Linked DNA regions of Ovis aries: region 1 is linked to region 2. Evidence: chromatin contacts called from public Hi-C data. All regions are on one chromosome and are shown on one strand. The core of a region is the stretch at or near the end of the contact, and the rest is flanking DNA. Distances in the headings are between cores, read along the strand shown.

The links. Hi-C and Micro-C count contacts between places; a contact is called where the count stands out from the background.
Region 1: a contact with region 2 is called in a Hi-C map of tail adipose tissue, with 5 times the contacts expected there. The contact joins the promoter of IFT27 here to the promoter of TXN2 in region 2. A contact is called at or near these places in 2 of 16 Hi-C or Micro-C datasets (blood and tail adipose tissue).

What each region holds. Positions count from the first base shown.
Region 1 is chr3:180,799,922-180,805,857 of ARS-UI_Ramb_v3.0, forward strand. IFT27 (intraflagellar transport 27) reads right to left here and starts at 1,688. Exons shown (of 7, transcript NM_001126366.1): 1 at 1,655-1,688. The coding sequence starts at 1,688.
Region 2 is chr3:180,536,028-180,541,912 of ARS-UI_Ramb_v3.0, forward strand. It overlaps TXN2 (thioredoxin 2), which reads right to left and starts at 4,382. Exons shown (of 4, transcript XM_004006719.5): 1 at 4,317-4,382; 2 at 3,225-3,487; 3 at 1,099-1,222. The coding sequence starts at 3,487. It overlaps LOC105610956 (a long non-coding RNA gene), which reads left to right and starts at 4,571. Exons shown (of 3, transcript XR_001434419.4): 1 at 4,571-4,650.

The DNA.
Region 1 (5,936 bases), core at 438-2,937, 260 kb after region 2:
AAGGAGGCTACAGATTGAGGGCTGGGCTGGAGTTTAGGAACGACTATTAAGGCCACGGATGAAATCAGGTAAAACTAGTATCTGAGGGTGTGAGTATAAAGGACAAGGAGTCTAGAATCAAGGCCTGTGATGGTAGCCTGTGGGGCTAAGAACAAGCCCTGGAAATCAGATCACCTGGGTCTAGATACCAGCTCAGCCAAATCCAGCTGTGTGACCCAGGGCAAATGCCCCAACCTCTCTAGGCCTCAGCTACCCCATCTGTAGAGGAGAATGACGATAATCCTGACCCCATAGAGCTGTTGAGATGACCTGTGCTGAGCGTATAGCACAGCGCAGGCACAAAGATGATGCTCAGTAAGTTAGCCTCGTGATAGAAGTTGATTTAAAAAAGAAATAGGAGAAAGAACAGTCAGAGAGAGAAGCCCATTTAAAAAAACAAAAATCTAACTTCAGAGAAAAACGTCTTCACCTTATCCATGAGGAGACTGAGGCTCAGAGAAGCGCTTTGTCCAAGAGGACACAGCCAATCTGTAGAATTATTTTTGTTGCACAATACTGCCCCCGCTGGTGCTCTGGAAACTAGACACTGCTTTTGAAGACCATTCATTTCTTTTGCTCCAGCATGATCTGAGTGACTTCGATCAGTCATCTTTCTGTGTGACCCTTTTACTTCCAAACTGGAAAAGTCATTACAAACACCACCCCTTTCAGTCTGAAAGAGAAGAATAAAAAAAAAAAAGAATCTCCATTTTCTCTACATAATCTCTCACTGCTTCTTTCCTGAATTGGTCAGAAAAACCTGGAAAGGTCACAGGTTTAACAGTAACACAAGTTAAGAATTACGGGGGTGAGCAGATCTGGAGGGTGGGAATCCTGGCTAGGACCTTCCTTCACTCGGGGGTGACCTTGGGCAAGAGACTTCATCTCAGTCCTCAATGAGGTCAGAACAATTCAGCATCTAACCCAGGGTGTCATGCTGTGCTTAGTTGCTCAGTTGTGTCAGATTCTGCAACCTCACGCACTGTAGCCCGCTAAGCTCCTCTGCCCATGGGGATTCTCCAGGCAAGAATACTGGAGTGGGTTGCTATTCCCTTCTCCAGGGGATCTTCCTGACCCAGGGATTGAACCGGGTTCTCCTGCACTGCAAGCAGATTCTTTACCAGCTGAGCTACCAGGGAAGCCCTACTCCAGGGTGCTACCTACTGTGAAAGGGTTAAATGAAATACATGTGCCTGGCAACGCAGCAAGGACTCAGGAAAGTACATCTGTGCTCTGAGGTCCCAGGTCCATAATCCACCTAAGTCACCGATGCCTAACTTTGGAGTACAGCACATGGTTTCGTTAAAGCATTTATGGTGAGCTTAGCCTGATTTTGTTAAAAGCCAGTCTGCTCCTCTTGAGTACAGCTCCAATTGTTGACGGGGGTCTCAGAGTGTGACAGGGAGCGAAGGAAACCAGCCGCAGCTCCAAGTGTGCTCTGGAAGATGATTATCCCGTGCCTAATGGAATTTACTCTATCAGTAACTGCATTAACTCGCCTTTGGAAGAGAGAAAGGGAAAGACGGTAGACAACTTACGTGAACAAAAGTTCTCAACAATTTATGAAGTCTCTGGACTCCGGACACTGTATTCGCCCGCAAGTTTTCAGACTCACCTGCCAGGATGCATTTGGCTGCCAGCTTCACCATGGTAACCAACCACCTCCACGGACCAGACAAGAGAAGAGCGGCTGCTGGAGGCGTTGGTGGCCCTGTCTGGGAAGGGGAGTAGGGAGAACTGGCGCTCAAGGGGCCAGTGGCCGCGGTGGGGACCGGGACAATGGGGCCTGGACCCTCCGGGCAGCCCGCGGGGCGGTATCTGGCGCTAGGATCGCGGTGGGGCGCGGAGGAGCGCTAGAAGGGGTCAAGTTCTTCAGAAGGAAGCCGGGAAGGTGCCAGGGAGGCGATGCGGCTCCCGAACCCAGTCCAGCCCCCGGCAGTGTGGTTCGGGAACAGTGACCTAGACACCCTCCGGCCCCCAGCCCCACTGTGGCTGCGATCGCAGGGCAACCACCGCCCGCCTGCCCCGCCTCCTCGTCCCCCCTCCTCCTCGCTGGCCATCGATTGGCTGCCATCAAAAACTCCCGCCCCGACTAGAGCTCACGGAGACCAGTGAGAGAAGGGGGCAGGGCTAACAGCCTTTCCTCGCCAGATAATTCGTAGTAGTAACTGCTCTTCAAGTTTATCTCGCTTGACTAATAGTTGCAGAAGATGTCAATCATTTCCGCCTCCCGTCCCCGCACGGCTTGAAAGTTCAGGGAAAAGCAGCTCCAACCTAGTATATCCAGAAGCGGTGATAAAACAAGCTTTCTGATTGGTCAGTGGCTGGCTAGGCCCATCTTTGGGAGAAATGGGGACTCGCCGTACCCTCCTGCCCTTCTGGAAGTGGGTTCGCCCATGAAGGGGGCCTTTCGAGAGCGCGGGAGACTGGAGCGGCGCCGGCGCACTGGACCGAGGTGCGCTTGCCCAGGCCGAGCTTTGAGCCAGCTTGACCTCGCTGAAGCAGCGCTTTTCGCCCCTCCAAGATTCCAGGGAGCGTGGACGTAAAGTGCATCAAGAAATCCAGTCTTTGGCTCCTTAAAGCCCAGGGATGTTATGTGCTTTAAATACGAAAGTGTTAAAAGTGATGTCTATGGACAAAGGACAAGTGGAGGATGTGGGGGAGCGGTTGGACTCAGGAATTTGAAGTTGTACTTTCCGCTGAGCCCAGCCCGTCTTGTGAGTGGAGAACGTATCATATACCACACCTGGAATGAAAGCAAGCATCCTGAATACTTCCCTTCCCCGCCCCCCACCTCCCAAGGAGGCTGACTTTCCCGGGAGGCCCCTCTTGCTCTGCGGTCAGGTACCCGAGACTGAAATCACTGTCGTCTTCCTGACCTGGGCAAGTGGCCCTGAGTCTGTTTCCTCACTTTTGAAAGGGGCTCGTAGAATCCACCTTCTTCGGTTGCCCTGAGACTGTAAGTGCCTGAGACACAGTAGGTGTTCAGCAGTGATGAATGAATGAATGAGAAGAGATTTACTGAACAGATTGGGTTTATCATCACCGTCATGTTGGCCAGATGCCTGCACCCCTTTTCTCACTCCTGCCGGTTCCTCTGGGATGGCTGGTGCTGAAAGGGAAGAACAGCGACCCCCCCCCCCCCCCACAGGGAAGATGCAGCCTCCAGAATTTGCTTTCATATGCCTTTCATTTAGGGCCTCCCAGGTGGCACTGTGGTAAAGAATCTGGCTGCAAATGCAAGAGACACAGGAGATGTGGTTTCGATCCCCGGGTAGAGAAGATCCCCTGGAATAGGAAATGGCAACCTACTCCAGTATTCTTGCCTGGAAGATTCCATGGGCAGGGGAGCCTGGTGGGCTACAGTCCATGAGCTTGCAAAGAGTTGGATATGACTGAGCATGCACACACATGCCTTTCATTTACATGGAACCTCTCTCACCTGCCGGGTGTCTTACTGTGGCTGCCAATCTTTCTCAGGGCAATGAACACACACATGTTCTACAAACTGCTGCAAATGCTTCAGTCTTGAATCAGGACTGAAACAATGCAAGTTGTCTGGAATTATCTTTCCTTGCCAATCATTCCTGGTGTTATGGTTAAGACCTGTCTCCTGCATTCCGACTTACTAACTTGTTTTCTTGGGAGACATCAGGCAGTCTGTCTCAGACTCCCCAGGTCTCGGTGAGTCACAAAGCCTCTCCTGGTCTTCCTGCCTCTGCCTCCAGACTATCCTGTTAATCCCTTAAAGGACCCCTTGAGTGAGTCAACCTCCTGAGGCAGCTCCATGGGGCTCAGATGCTGAGATCCGTCTGGGGGTAATACCTCTGGGAACCTCAGTTTCCTCATCTGTGAAGGGGTGGGGGGGTAATAATTGCACCTCCTTTATGGGGTTGTCCTCCTCAGCACCACATCTGCCCTGGCCCTTTCCTTCCTGTTCCTGGGTGTGATTTTGGTTAATACTGTTGTAAGAGCATTTTATGTCTTCCCAGAGGGGCTTCCCTGGTGGCTCAGGACTGTAAAGAATCTGCCTGCAATGCAGGAGATCTGGGTTCAATCCTTGGGTGGGGAACGTTCCCTGGAGAAGGAAATGGCAACCCACTCCAGTATTCTTGTGTGGAGAATTCCATGGACAGAGGAGCCTCCATGGGGTCGCAGAGTCAGACATGACTGAGCAACTAACGCACACGCATAGAGGTGGTAAACCCCATACGGTGAGTTCTCCCATTTCACTCCGCCATCCCAAGGGCCTTCTATACCCTGTTGATGATGAAACAACAGCCGCATGACTATCACTGGGTTTTAGGGGACCAGAGAGTTTGGGAGCCATAAGGACGCTTGAGATATCCTAGTCTAACCCCTCCCTGAGCCGCTATAACAGAGCTGGCATTTGCCAAGCCCACACTGAGAGCTGGCCTCAGTTTGAGTGCTCTAAAGAATTCATTAACTTACTATTCATGTTCCTGTTTGATATTGACAATAACCCCTTTGAGACATGTATCATCTCTGATAAACAGGGAGACTGAGACCCAAATGAGGTGAAATCAGATGCCCAAGGTCACAAGGCTGGTGAAGGGGGGAACTGAAGGCAGGTAGACCATCAACCTCTTGGCCCCTACTGGGACCTCTCCTGCCTCTAATCCTCTCACAGTTCTTTCCATCCTAGAGAGTAAATATTGATTGAGTTCCTTGCACTAATAGCTCCTGCTGATTGAGCATTCAATATTCCAGACATGTGCTACACACTTCACATCCTATCTCTTATAGGATGCAATGACTCTGGGAAGTGGAAGGGATCATTCCTTCCATTTCTCAGGTAAGGAAACTGAGGCCCACAGAGAGCCCAGGCTCATGCAAGAAGAATCAGAACCAACCTCAGGTCTCCTGATCTTGGGACCAATGTTTTTTTCCATTGCTTGGTGTACTCTTTCTGTTTTCATTAATAAGCTTTTCTTGAGTGCCTGCTCTGGGCCAGGCCCTGTGCTGGTTGCTGGGTCATGAAATGAAGGTGCCAGAGACCCAGGCAACTCTGGCAAATGTTGGCTATGGGGGAATACTGGCCCAGTCATATGGAGCCCTGCATTTTCTAGAGGAGCCAGGAATCTGAATTTCTTTTGTGTGTGTAGTCCCCCGACTCACAAATTTTCGCAATGAACTTCAGTTTAAAACACTGCAGCAGCTGCAGTTGAACACCTCTGTTGTCTGGTTCACTCTGGGGGCTGCCCAATTGTGACATTTAGTTGAGAAAGACAGATGCGTGAACAAATCTTATGACAAGAGTAGACACAGGACCCCAAGGAGCACTCTTAACCCTGGTTAGGTGGAGTTGGGAAGGATGTTCTGGCAGGAGAGCCTTGAGGAATGGGTAGGAATTTACAAGGTGGACACAGGGGTAAGGACTTCCTGGGTAGATGAGACAGCACATGCAAAGGCGTGGAGCCGTGGGAATGAGCTGAACATTTGGAGGATGGCAGGTGACATGCTATGCTTAGGGGTGAATGGGAGACTGGTAAGAGATAGGTCTGACCCAGGCCTTTGCTTGAAGCCAGGTGTACAGCAGAATGGCAAAAGAAAGTGAGGCAGGCCTGGCATAGAACCTTCTCTGAGGGATTCATTCAACAAATATTTTTATTGGATCCTACTTACTAAATGGGCTTCCCTGGTGGCCCAGTGGTGAAGAATCTGCCTGCCAGTTCAGGAGACACAGGAGATGCAGGTACAGTCCCTGGGCTGGGAAAATTGCCCGGAGAAGGAAATGGCAACTGCTCCAGTATTCTTGCCTGGGAAATCTGATGGACAGAGACGCTCGGTGGGCTACAGTCTATGAAGTCACAAAAGAGTCAGGCACCACTGAGAGACTAAACAGCCATTCTTACTCAGCACCAGGAATCAAAACC
Region 2 (5,885 bases), core at 3,132-5,631:
AGGGTCCTCCCAATGCGGCCACAGTCGGCCTTCCCAGCTGCCTGTTTGCTCACTCAGGGTCTTTGTAAAAGATATCTGCTCTGCCAGAATCCACTTCTAAAGAGCTGCATCGTTCATTCTTTACCCCTTCCAGGTCTCTGCTCAGATGGTGCTTTTCAGTGAGGCCTTCCCTACCCAACCCTTTAAAAAAAGGAAACCCTCCCTGCCCTAGGCCCAGCACTCCCACCTGCTATTCCTGATTTCTTTTTTCCCAGGACACTTATTATCTGAAACAGGGAACAGTGACCTGTGGCCCACAAGTCTAACCCTGGAATTTTGTAAATGAAGTTTTGCTGGCACATGGCCGTGCCCATTCATGTAGATTCTATGGTTACCCTCGAGCTACAAGACAGGCGAGCATTTGCAACAGAGACCGGTGTCCTACAAAGCCTCAAACAGGTACCATCTTGTCCTTTAGAGAACAAGTTTGTGGACGCCCAATCTAAAACACTAGCACTCAGGCTCCACGAAGGCAGGGACTCTGTTAGTTCTGTTCACTGCCGCATCCTCAGCCCCGAGTCACAGCCCTGGCATTGAAGGCACTCTGGATACATGTCTGCTGAAGAAATGGACAAGTCAATCAAACACGGGAGAGCAGCTCATGTCTTCGTGTCTGTGTGCTCTTGGCCCTGCCTTCTTCACAGCTCTGCTCAGAGGGTCCCTCTAACGTGACACATTCCTTGTCCCCTCTACTCCCCTCCCTGCTCCCCTTGGGACAAGGAGCTCATCTTGTTTGTGCCAGCATCATGTACGCCTGGCACACTGCAGGGACGGATAGATGAATCCATGAATGAGGAAGGGCCATCAACTTCCTGAGACTCAGAGAAAAACCTGGTGTTTGGGATCATACATCCCAGTTCCTAAAGGTATTGAAGAGAGACAGAAGGCTCAGAAGATTAATGGAGTCACAGCTGCAAAGTTCTAAACCCCTGAGAGTTCTAGAAAGAATCAGGACACCCCCTTACTGACTCCCTGCTGGTCCCTAAGACATTTCCAGCTACCCCGTGACCCCAAGCACCCCCACCAGCTGCCCTGTAGCAATCCCCTGCCGATCCATACCTCATACTCTAGGGCGAGGTCTGTGTGATCATCGATATCCACTTTGGCCATCACCACCTTTCCATGCTGCTTGGCCACCACCTTCTCTAACCGGGGCCCCAGGATCTTGCAGGGACCACACCACCTTGGAAGGGAAGAAAGAAGCATCCCATCACAAAAGTGCTCGCCCAATGATCTATAGTCCTCTGGGACCTTCCCTCATCCTACGTCTCTCTGCTGGACCCTCTCCCCTGGTTACCTCTCCCTACAGTGTGTGAATGTTAACCTGCAATGCTGACATGCCGGTTAATTACAGGAGACTCTGTAACCAGGGAATTTTCACAGGTCCTGGATTTCTAATAACATGGGCCTCATCCTAAGATTCTTAGAAGAGTTATTTCACTAATTTCACTCTACCTAAAAGAAATAAACTGTTGTACAGAGGAAAATGGGATTTGAAGTTAAAACGTTTAGGTTCAAAGACAGGCTTTCTCACCAATCAGCTAATTATTCTGAAGCCTCAGTTTCTTCATGTGAAAGAGACTGTGGCTGTCAAAGCTGTGATGACAAATTAACTAACACGATGTGGATAAATGTGCTTTGTAAGCTGCGGAGTTACTTCAAACACCTCACAGCCTCAGAACTAAGGTAGCAGAAACCAGTGGCTAGGGAGTTTCATGACATGCCAGTCACAGCACCAGGACCTCTTCAGTTTTTACTACTCAGAACCGTCAACCTAGCAAAGGAAAAAAAAAAAAAAATCTTCCTAAGAAACTGAGGCCCATACAAGTTCCCAGAACTGTGCAAGGTCTGGGACTGCATCCAAGACTGTGTTCCAAGGGTCCTCTTTGAGGCCCAGGTTACTCTGTGATCCCTGAGGCCCTGGGTCAACCGCCATGACTGCACTGGACACAGATGTTCCCCTCCAAGTGGTAAGCCTAGGCTGTTATCCCTAAGTATGTGGCACTAAGGACAGTGGCTGGCACTCAATGAACAAATTCAACCCTTGCTTTCTTGGTGGGGAAGAAGATGAGGCATCAGCCAACTCTTCATCCATCTTGGAAGCTCTCTCTGGTGTACTCACCAGACCAGGATGGCAGGATAGCTCTGCCTTCCATGAATCCTTGGTTGGTGACTCCCGTTTTATTCTCAGCCTTTAAAACCCTTTGCATTCAGAGATTCCAACAAATAAACTCACAACACCTAAAAACCCAGTCTGCAAGGCTTTATCTCCCACCACAAGTGAAGACAAGAAGGAACAAGGCCACCACATGGCCTGCCCAAGGTACATGGTGAGTCAGAGAAAGAATAGGAACAAAACCAAAAGAATCTGTCAGTGGTTTGTCCAGAAGGCCTTCCAACTTTTAACTCAGGCTACACTGGTTCCTTTCAGGCTGCCCTATTTTGAGGGGTTTGTCCAGTTGTTTTGGAGTCAGACATTGAGCCAGGTCTCAAAGGTCCAGAAATGAAGAAGGCCAGGCCAACCACCAGAAGACCATAGGCACTTAAATATCCCTAAAACGAACTCATACAGCATTGGAAAGAAACTCTCTGCCCATGGCCTGCAAGTGTGGGCACCACTGCAATGGCACTGAAAACTTTTTGCCAGCCCTTTCCAGTCTGGATGGCAAGAGGTTAAAATAAAACTAACTCTCTGCAGGGATCTGTATACATTTGGTATACACCAAAGGGCAGATGATGCTAGAGGCATGTTTTCCCTGAGTTGAAAACGACCTGAGCCTCTTGGGCAGTGAGATACAGAATATAAGTGCTTCCAAGCACTAATCATAGTGAGTTTTTAAAAGTTATTTTTAATTGAAAGATAATTGTTTAACAATATTGCATTGATTTGTGTCATACATCAACATAAATAAGCCATAGATATACGGAGTGAGTTCTGAAGACTGTTTACTAGTCTGTCTCCTATCAAACTACACGTAATCTTTGCGAGAAGGGATTGGGTCTCCTCAGCCTTTGCAATGAGTCTAAGTATGTTGTTGTTCATTCACTTAGTTGTATCTGACTTTTTGTGACCCCGAGTCCATCTATGAGAAGTATCAAACGGAGTACTGAGACACAGAAGCCTCTCAATAAATAAATACCTGAACAAGCCATACCCCAGGCTTTCGCGAAACCCCAGGACTCACTGTGCATGGAAATCCACAACCACTGGTGTCTCACTATTGACAACTCGGTCTTGAAAGTCAGGTCCATCTTGGATGTTAAAGGTTGTTGAACAGACTCTGGTGGTGTATATAGACCGGGCTTGGCTGGGTGCTACTGTCAGGTAACCAGGACTGTACTGTGGGGTCTGCAGGGCCCTGGAGGCAACGGGTGCCCACCGACTCTGAGAGGGCTTCCCAGAGATTATGGAGGTCAGGAACCTCCTCAGAAGAAGTCGCTGAGCCATCTGTGAGGGGAAGAGGCAGGGACAGTGGGGGCAGTCAACATATCAGGAAATAATAATAAAGACGCATGTGGGAGTACGGTGGTGGTGGTGGTGGTGGTGGTTGGTGAGGGGGAGGTTCAAGACGCAGGACCAGAAGTAAAACGCTGGAAAATAATCCATAAGATTTCTGGAGTAGAGGTGAGTAAAGGATGAGAATCAAAGGGAAGGAATCAATAACCAGCACAGGTTAAAAAAAAAAACAAAAACAAACAGTACCAGAAAACTGGGTCGACAACCAATGAATCAGGATCTTACGGAATTACAACAGAAGAGGAGGAACCAATATTTACAAAGCATCCCCTAACAGTCAGGTATCTTACGTACATTAGTCTTCCTAGATCAACGTTGCGAATGTTTCAATAACGCTATCACTCAAAAGGATTCCGAGGCTCAGGTAAATTGTGACATGCCCAAAATACATTATTAAATAAGAGTCAACAATGGAACCCAAGGCGGTCTGAGAAATTCTTACTCTATCGATTACTCTCCCTAAAAGTATTTTAATGGAAAATTAAAGACAAAGAGAGGGTTGTCAAAGGATCAGGAAAGAGGAACCACAATTCAGGGAGCAACGAAGAGGCATGGGGGCAGGAATGTGGGGGAACTAAAAAGGAGGGACGTGTGTGTAGAAGGAACTGGGGAACTGGACGTCAGCAGGGACCCCGGCTCCTCGGAAGACAGGTTCCCCCCTCCACGGTCTCCGCCCGCTGGGCCGCCGGCCCGCACAGGAAAACGCCTGCAGTGTGCCTCAGCCGCGACATCACCTCGAGCCACCCCAAGGGCCTCCTACCTCCCTGCAGCGAGAGCGGAGGGATGCACAGCGGGTCCCTCCGCACCGGTCAAGGGCACTTCTGTTGTCACTTCCCGAGGGGGCGAGCCTTTACCGTCACTTCCGGGGACGGGCAACCTAGAGCAAGTCTTTCCGTAACGCGAGGAAAGACGGGGGCGGAGCCTCAGCTGAAAACCGGAAGAGAAGGACTCCTGGAGGAAGAAACCGGAAAGGGGGCCGTTCTTTAGGGGAGAGACCGGAAGGGGCGTGTCTCCAGAGGAGGAGCCGGAAGAGGCCGGCAGGCCGGAGGGGAGGAGCCGGAAGAGGAAGGGAAGGAGGAGAGGGCGTCCGCAAGGTACTGGCTGGAGAGAAGGGCGGGAGGTGTGGTTCCGGAGTTTGCAAACTCTTGGCTTATCGGCCGTACAACATCGACCACTCCTTTGTCTCATTGTCTCGGTGCTTCTTCGGAGCCAAAGAGGGCGCATTGTGGCCCTTGGGTGTCGCAAGCGACTGTATAATCTCAGGGTTTGGGGCAAGTCACCCTGCCCCTGGGGGCTTCAGTTTCTCAATATGTGACCTGAAAGGCTATACTTATTCTCCCCCCAGGACCCTCAAGCTCGTCTCTTTGGAATGCTGGGGAACTGGGCCCAGACTAGATACCAGATGGCCATGTTACTTGGAGGGCTTGCCTTTGAGGCCCCTCGTAAAGTGTGATGACCTGTGAACCTGCTTGGGCCTGGGTCTTGCTTGCACATCTGTTGTCACTGTCATGGACAACAGGGGTTTAGGCACGTGTGTCCCAGGCTGGTGTCTCAGTCACCCCTTGTCTCTCCTGCACCCTGTACCTTACCTTATGACCTGTTCTGTGAATACATCAGTGCCTTGTCCTTCCTCCTTGCCTTTGCTTAAAAAAAATTTTTTTTCCCCTCTGTCCACTTGGTAGAATACCTCCTCATCACCTCTTCTTCGAGCAACATTTCTTGCCTCCTTCTCCCTGGTGCTTTGTCCAGAACTTTGACACGTTGCACAGTGTCTGTCTTCCACGAGATCATGTGCTTCCTGAGAGTAGGGATTTGTAGCTTTTACACATTTCCATAGGCCCAGCACCAACCTGATACAGTGCCTGACTCACAGAGAATGTGCCATAGATGCTTATAAAACTGCATATCTTTTGCTATCCCAGAGAATGGTTCACAGTCTGAGTGGTTGGTTATATGGCTTGCCCAAGGTCATGAAGCAGGTAAATTGGCAGAGCCCCATCTCTCACGCCTCCATTTCAATCTACACTACAGCCAGTGGGAATCCTAATTACATAGAGTTTGCTTAAATCTCTCTTCTATGCTTGTGCTGTGTAGTTGCTACTCCCAATGACTGGAAGGCTTTTCCCTCTACTGTCCATCTGAGGAAGTGCTGCCAGCTACCAGATTAGGCATCATCTCTGGAGACACACCTGATCCTCTTTGAGTGGGGTTAAATTGCCTCCACTGAGCTTCCACAGCCCCTGTGCATCTATCCGTCAGTCAGGCACTCAGTGCCCGAGATTGTTTCTGTTTACTCCTCCCTCACTATGCTGTCTGCACCTGGTGGTCT